Regions from separate parts of the Mus musculus genome. Here region 2 is linked to region 1. A link is a contact called in public promoter capture Hi-C data. All regions are on one chromosome and are shown on one strand. The core of a region is the stretch at or near the end of the contact, and the rest is flanking DNA. Distances in the headings are between cores, read along the strand shown.

Region 1 (3,444 bases), core at 581-3,080:
ACACAGCAAGCCAACATACAAGGCATGGGACAAACCCAATGAGACGCACTTCCTTTTCCTGAAGAGAACAAAGTGCCATTAAAGACTTGAAGCCTTTATTCAAAAGTGCACATTGATTGGGAAAACAGATACACACGTGGATATACTTTGAATTCAAGACCATGGAAACCCATACACATTTTTGGTATATACAGTTACAGTCAAGACAAAAATAAATTGGATTATCACAGTTTCTCATGCCACTAAATCACACACTGTAAGAGAGTCAAATTTTGACAAATGATTAGAACAAATAAGGTTACTTGATACGTGATGGGTGATAAAATAAGCCATCCCGCTCCCTCCAAAAAGGCTTTTTTTAAAATCTCTCTCTCTCTCTCTCTCTCTCTCTCTCTCTCTCTCTCTCTCAGACAATATGGAAAAGTAAACTCCATTCTGGAAAATGTTGGGAAGTGAGAGGGAAATTGAAGGCTGAGAATCTGATATCAAAACACCAAGAACCTGGAGTAGTACAAGGCTGTCAGATCTTCACTGAGAGTCGGATGGAGGAGGCTGGGCACTGAGAGTCAGATGGAGGAAGCTTTGGCACTGCTAAAGTGAAGGAGAGAATGGGTTGGTGCCTTCCATCATTCACCTTTTGCTTTGCCGCACATTCCCTAGGGCAGGTCATAGCTGACCTAGTCAACCTAGTCCCTCAACCTTCCTCCAGTGCCAAGTCCACTGTGCAAAGCATGGGTAGTGATAGGGTAATGTTACAGACTAGCAGGGGTGAACCTGGAGAACAGGTATGGTGTCCAGCCCCTAAGAACGTCTCCTCAGCCTTCTCCCTTGGATAATATTACCAGTTTCTATCTGCAATTAAGTCAGGGAACCAAAGAGGAACACACACACACACACACACACACACACACACACACACACACACACACCTTATGTAGATGAGTTTCAAGAACCCTTACCACATAACATTTTCTCCCATGCAATGGACTTCATGTGTGATGGGGACTGTTTACCAAAAGAAATCTGTAAGAGCTGTTGGCTGATTGCAACAGTGTGCTATTTCATATAATAAAATGGAAGCAAGAAAGCAATGCCCACCATTGCATTGTGCATATACATCATCATCACCATCACCATCACCTCTGCACTACCCCCAACACCATGCACCAAATCACACCTATCCCGCAAACATAGCACACTATACACACTAATATTCATAGACACACACACACACACACACACACTTCTTGCTTTAAGATTCTGTTTCTATTAATTTGCAGCACACATCAATGACTCTCCTAGCATTTTTAGGCTAATGTATAATTCAGGGACCTAGTACCATGCACTCATAATAGTTAAATAGAATGAAGGAGTCTTAAGTGACTGGGGGGACTGTGCAGCCAGCAGGTAAATGTTGCCTCAGCAATGTGGCTTTGGAAACAAAAGGCAGCACTAACTACAGAACACAGCTCAGCGCCTTCAGCTACTCCCCACGCCACAGAGACACACTTTCAGATCCACTCCCCCTCACATCCTGCTGTAAATCTTTCTGAAGGCTGAGCCTTTACTCCCAGATAATGTGTCTGTCTAGGCAGCTTGCATCAAGTCTTGCTTCGTTAGCAGTTTCTCCGGGCTGTCAACCCTGTTCTCTCTCTGACCCACAGGAGACAGGCAGGTGAACGAACACATTTGACCCACAGTTGGAAGCGGCAACGCGGGCATTCTTCTATTGTGACATCTGCCTGTAAGTTATTCTGATGTCCACAGAGTCAAAGGCAGCTGCGTAGGTTAGAGGGGCCTCAGAAGCCAGTTGGAGGAAGTTCAGGCTCAGAATTGGTACTAGGTAAATAGGAGGCGGGAGCCTGCAGGGGGCAGTCTCCACTGACCTGTGGCCCATTGTGCTCTTGGCTTAGCCAAAATCAATCCGATGCCTCAGCTGCCTCTACACCTACTATCTCAAGGAGGCAGGAAAGGAAAGCCATGTTCCAAGCATCCACACAGAGTTGAGTGGAAGCCTCCTGTAAGCTTTAGGCTTTCTTTCTTGGAAATCGCATCTAAAGGGATACAGATAGAAGTGCTGAGGACCCCACAGCTTTAGCTTCAACCATTTTGTTGGGCTTTCCCAAGATTTGTGTCCAGAATAAGGACAGCATTCCCTTAGGGAAAGCAGCATGCATTGGGGCTCTGAGGACACTTGTCAATGCCAATGTGACTCCTGGTGTTTATCAGGCTTGGGTCTTGCTTCCAGAGAGAAAATGTGGGCCATGTCAAGCAAATGCAAGATCAGAGTAGAGAAGGCTTCGGCTGACTTTAAACCCACACACCCACCTTTACCAGCAGTAGGTTCTTGGGTGCAGCAAATGACCTCAAGGCATCTCAGTTTCACACTTGAAATGGAGACAGTGATAGTACCTGATGGTATTCCTTCTAAGATTCCTCCAGCTCTCTCTCTCTCTCTCTCTCTCTGCCTCTACTTCCTTCTCAATTCCCTTTCCCATGCCCCCAAATAAACTCTATTCTTATACTAGACCTATTGGGTCTAGTATACCCATTGGGTCTAGGTACCTTGGGGGTAGGATGCTTCAGCATGGGCCTGCTGAGGTACCCTCTCCCACCACACCACACCACACCACACCACACCACACCACACCACACCACACCACACTCTACAAAACATATCCTTGGTTTTATAAAACATTTGATTTAGTGTCACGACTCAGATTTACAAACTCGCAGGTTCACATTTCCCACCTTTGCTACAAGCACTTTCCAGACATCGGATTGCTTGACCTATCCATCCAAATACCAGCAAATTGGTAAGCTCCCCCACCACACACACACACACACACACACACACACACACACACACCACTAGTCAGCTTAAACGACCCCTGGTCCCAAGGGAAGGCAGTTGGGCTCACAGCCACCCCCTGCTGTACTTGGGGACAAAGATATTCAGAGTCATGACCCTCTTCCCTGACTCTTCATCCTAGAACCTCTTTCCTTGGGTGAGGTCTCTTTCTCTTCTCAAGACAGTTCCTTTCTAGAGCTATTGGAAAATCCTAGGCCTAGGTAAACCATTCTGCTGCCGCTCATGGCCTAGTTTACCCCATGATGACCTGGTGATCTGGCTTAGATGCTTCCATTCCTAGTTATCATATTTATCCTAATGACACTGGTGTGGGTAATTGATAACTTCTACTCTCATTCAACGGGAATGTCTTCATTGCTACTTCCAGGCTCCCTACTGGGACTCTGGTATTAAAGGCTTCCAAATTCACACCCTAAATTGGGCCCCAATATCCACTAGATAATAACTCTAAATGGCCTCTTAATGGCACTTTGAAAATAAAGTAAACTTTTACAACTCTCACCAGCTGTCTGAAAAATGGAAGGTTTTCAATGTAGGCTTTTCCCACCTTCTCTTCCAATCACTCTCTGCTC
Region 2 (3,444 bases), core at 354-2,853, 140 kb before region 1:
AAGACTTGGAGACAACCCTACTTCCACTGCTAGGAATCCCACAAAAACACCTAGCTAAAAACCACTAATATATATGCTGAGGACCCAGCACAGACCCGCGCAGGCTCCGTGATTACCACAGTAGTCGCTGTGAGCACCTAGGAACCCTGCTTAGTTGATTCTGTGGGCCATGTTGTCCTGGTGCCCTCAACTCTCTGGCTTCTGCAATCCTTTTCTCCCCTCTTCTGCAGGGTTCCCTAAGCTCCAAGAGAAGGGGCATGGTGAAGATCTTCAATTTGGGGCCTCTATCAGCCTTATGTTTGGTTGTGGGTCTCTGCATCTGTCCCCATCAGCTGTTAGTGGAACCCTCTCTGATGACGATTGGACTTCCGGGGGGCTTTCTCTTTCTGAGCCGTTTGTTCCTTGCACTTCACGTTACAAAGATCGGCTTCCAATTGATCCCAGAGTTCCCACAGCCGTCATGTGACAGGGATGGATTTGTGCTGATTCTCGGGACTGGCAAGAAGATTATGGGAGTTACTGGTTACTCTAAGAAGGAAACATTGTATGATAGTAGAGTTAGCATGGGCATTCCTTAATGATAAGCAGAAGACATAGTCTGATTGACCCCAGAAAATTTTTGTTTTGTTTTTGAGATATGATCAGATGTAGCTCAATCTGTCTGGAACTCACTATGCAGCCAAGATGGACTTTGAGCTTCGTCTTTGTTATTGTTGTTTTAAGATTTCTATCTATTTTATATATATATGGTTGTGAACCATCATGTGGTGGCTGGGAATTGAACTCAGGACCTCTTGAAGAGCAGTCAGTGCTCTTAACCACTGAGCCATCCCTTTAGCCCGTTTGTTTGATTTTTTTCCTTAAATCAGTTTTAAATAACTTTTTTGTGTTGTTTGTGTTCAGAATACGTACATCTGAACGTAGGGGGCATGCACACTCACCAGAAAAGGACCTCAGGCATCCTGTTATTTTCCTCTCTGCTTTATTACCCTCAGGTGATCTTCCTGCCTCTGTCAATAACACCCTGGGTTACTCATGGCCATGCCCAGCTTTTTATGTGGAAGCTGGGGATTTGAACTTGGGTCTACATACCTCTTCAGCAAACTCTCTTACCCACTGAGCAACCTCCAAAGCTTAACTCTGACCTTCTGACTCTCCTGCCTTCACTTCCTGTGTGCTGAGATCACCAGCTTATACCAGCAGGCCCAGTATATTTGGTGCTGAGAACGGAACCCAGGGCTTCATGCACATCAGGACAGCATTCTGTTGAGTATCCTTCACCTCTGCATTCTTCTTTATGGATCTACAAGGCCCATAAAGGTTACTAGCCGTGGCTGGAGGGTGGAGGCCCAGAAGAAACTCATGTTTGTATGCCCACATGCATCCTGGCTCAACCTAGCAAGGATGGGATCCCTGCCAGGCAGAATGTAGGAAATGCTCAGCCTCCCTTCCCAGCAGAGACACACAAGCTCTGGCCGGCTGTGCCCTTTCTCTATAGGCTCATATGCTCAGTTCTGGCTGTCTTTGCCTTTTAGCCCTTCCTTCCAGAGTCCCCGACTCACCTATCCGCTGGCCTCTCCTCAGCCTCTGTGGAGGACTGCACATGTGTGTGCAGACACACTTCTGCCACCTGGAGTCCTCTCTGTGTTTCCCCCTCTTTGTCTCATTTTGGTTCACAGCAGGGCTTCACGATTCTCTTGCATTCTGTTAATAAAAATTAAGCAATCAATTTTCTTCCCCTTCATTACATCTAATTCCCTCTCTAACTCAATTATTATTGCAACCCTGGCAAGTGCTTTGCAAGGCAGATGGCAGGAAGGACAGGTTGCCAAAATAAAGGGCATTGTTTGCTGAGGGATATTGTTTCCATGAAAGTGATGACACTTTCCTTCCAAGGATGGATTATTTTTTTTTTCTAAAATCAAATTCGTGTAGCTCTGTTAATGGAATAGGTTCGAGCAAGTGCTGCCAAGAGAAACATAGGCACATACAACAAACTATAGCAGCCATTAAGAGTACTTTATATAATTTAGTAATGTAAAATAATACGATGATATATATCATTTTCTTCGAAAGAAATTAGAATAAACGTATGATGTGACTTTGTGTTCCCAGCCCTTTGAGTTCTAAACTATCTCATTGCAAAGGTGGTTTATTTGGTGCCACAGTGCAGAGCCAGCCTGACAGATTAAGTCATAGTCCTTTATAGTGTTGCTTGGGAAATTTCTGTCTGACTAAGAGTGGCGGATATCCAAGCTCAAGTGCAAGCTCTGATCGACTGATCGATGGGTTGATTGCTATTGTCTGTGCCATTGTGAGAAGTAGGTAAGAAGGCAACGGGCACTCTCTGTAAGGAAACCCCTAAGGAAACTCAGCAAGAGTGGAGGGAAGTGTTCTTCCTCCGGGTTGAACCCTGAAGAAGTTTGGAAGGCTATTTTTTCCTCTTGTGCATGTGTGTGTGTGTGTGTGTGTGTGTACACGCACGTGAGCCTTGTGTGTGTGCTTGCATGTGTGTACATGTGCATGAGTCCTTCCGTGTGTGCTTGCATGGATGTGCACATGCGTGTATGAGCCTTGCCTATTGTGACTCAGGAACTACCCACCTTATTTTCTTGAGGCAGGTTTACTCACTGGCCTAGAACTCAACAAGCAGGATAAGATAGCTGTCCAGTGAGCCCCCATGGGTCCATGTCCTCAATTTACCAGTTTTGAGGTTTCAATTTTTGTCACCTGCCTGGCTTTTGTGTGTTGTATATGGGTTCTGGAGAACTGAACTCTGGCCCACATTCTTGTGCCAAGCACTTTCCCGTCTAAGCTATCATCCCAGCCATTCCCCTTTTGGAGACAGGGGTTTACTATATAGCCCTGGTTGGATTGGAGCTCACTGTGTAGACCAGCATGCCAGTTCTTTGAACTTACAGTCGTTCTCCTGTCTGTGCTTTCTAATTGCTGGGACTACATCTATAGAACACCATGCCAACCCCAGCAGGCTATTTCCATATTGTATTGGGTGGAGAGGCTGATCTGTTTTGTTGGGGTTTTCAGCTTGTTTGTTCTGTTTTTCTAGGTCTACTGTAGAATCAGTCTCCTTATTTGATAATCACACTCCAATTATAATTCTTTCTGCCATACTTATTAAACTGCCTTGACTCTCCTGCCTGTGTTTTCCTGGAACACTGCCTCTAGACATTTGTTTGTTTTTGTTTTTTTTCTAGAACACAGTAGAGTCCCTGAGATGGAGATCTCAGAGTCAAGATTATCAGTGAAAGGACCTTAGCCTACATCTTTCTGCAGGCCAGGAAACCTGGGCATCTCTGTCCATTAATTCCCAGAGTGGACTTGAATTTATCAGGACATAGTGAGTCTAAAAACATCTGGCCAGCCAGACATGGTGGCGCACGCCTTTAATCCCAGCACTTGGGAGGCAGAGGCAGGCAAATTTCT

The links. Promoter capture Hi-C pulls out the DNA fragments that hold promoters and counts their contacts.
Region 2: a contact with region 1 is called in a promoter capture Hi-C map of hippocampal neurons, with 2.4 times the contacts expected there. The contact joins the promoter of Rps18-ps4 here to the enhancer-like site in region 1. A contact is called at or near these places in 7 of 39 promoter capture datasets (the 3T3-L1 cell line, 3T3-L1-derived adipocytes, hematopoietic stem and progenitor cells and 3 more), 3 of 484 Hi-C or Micro-C datasets (the C2C12 cell line, brain and muscle stem cells), 1 of 115 datasets of contacts at active chromatin or transcription factors (embryonic stem cells) and 1 of 9 other capture datasets (pancreatic islet).

What each region holds. Positions count from the first base shown.
Region 1 is chr13:97,605,732-97,609,175 of GRCm38.p6, reverse strand. Gm34087 (a long non-coding RNA gene) reads left to right here. Exons shown (of 5, transcript XR_873831.2): 3 at 411-612; 4 at 1,665-1,744. Among named protein-coding and RNA genes, the nearest start is that of Gm34087, 15 kb to the left of the region's middle. Within about 2 kb of position 1,830, at least 35 of the 459 cell types and tissues checked have an H3K27ac peak or open chromatin away from gene starts, as enhancers often do. A contact at or near this core is called in brain and hippocampal neurons, where this site is marked.
Region 2 is chr13:97,749,271-97,752,714 of GRCm38.p6, reverse strand. It overlaps Rps18-ps4 (ribosomal protein S18, pseudogene 4), which reads right to left and starts at 1,603. Exons shown (of 3, transcript NR_152263.1): 1 at 1,563-1,603; 2 at 1,146-1,303.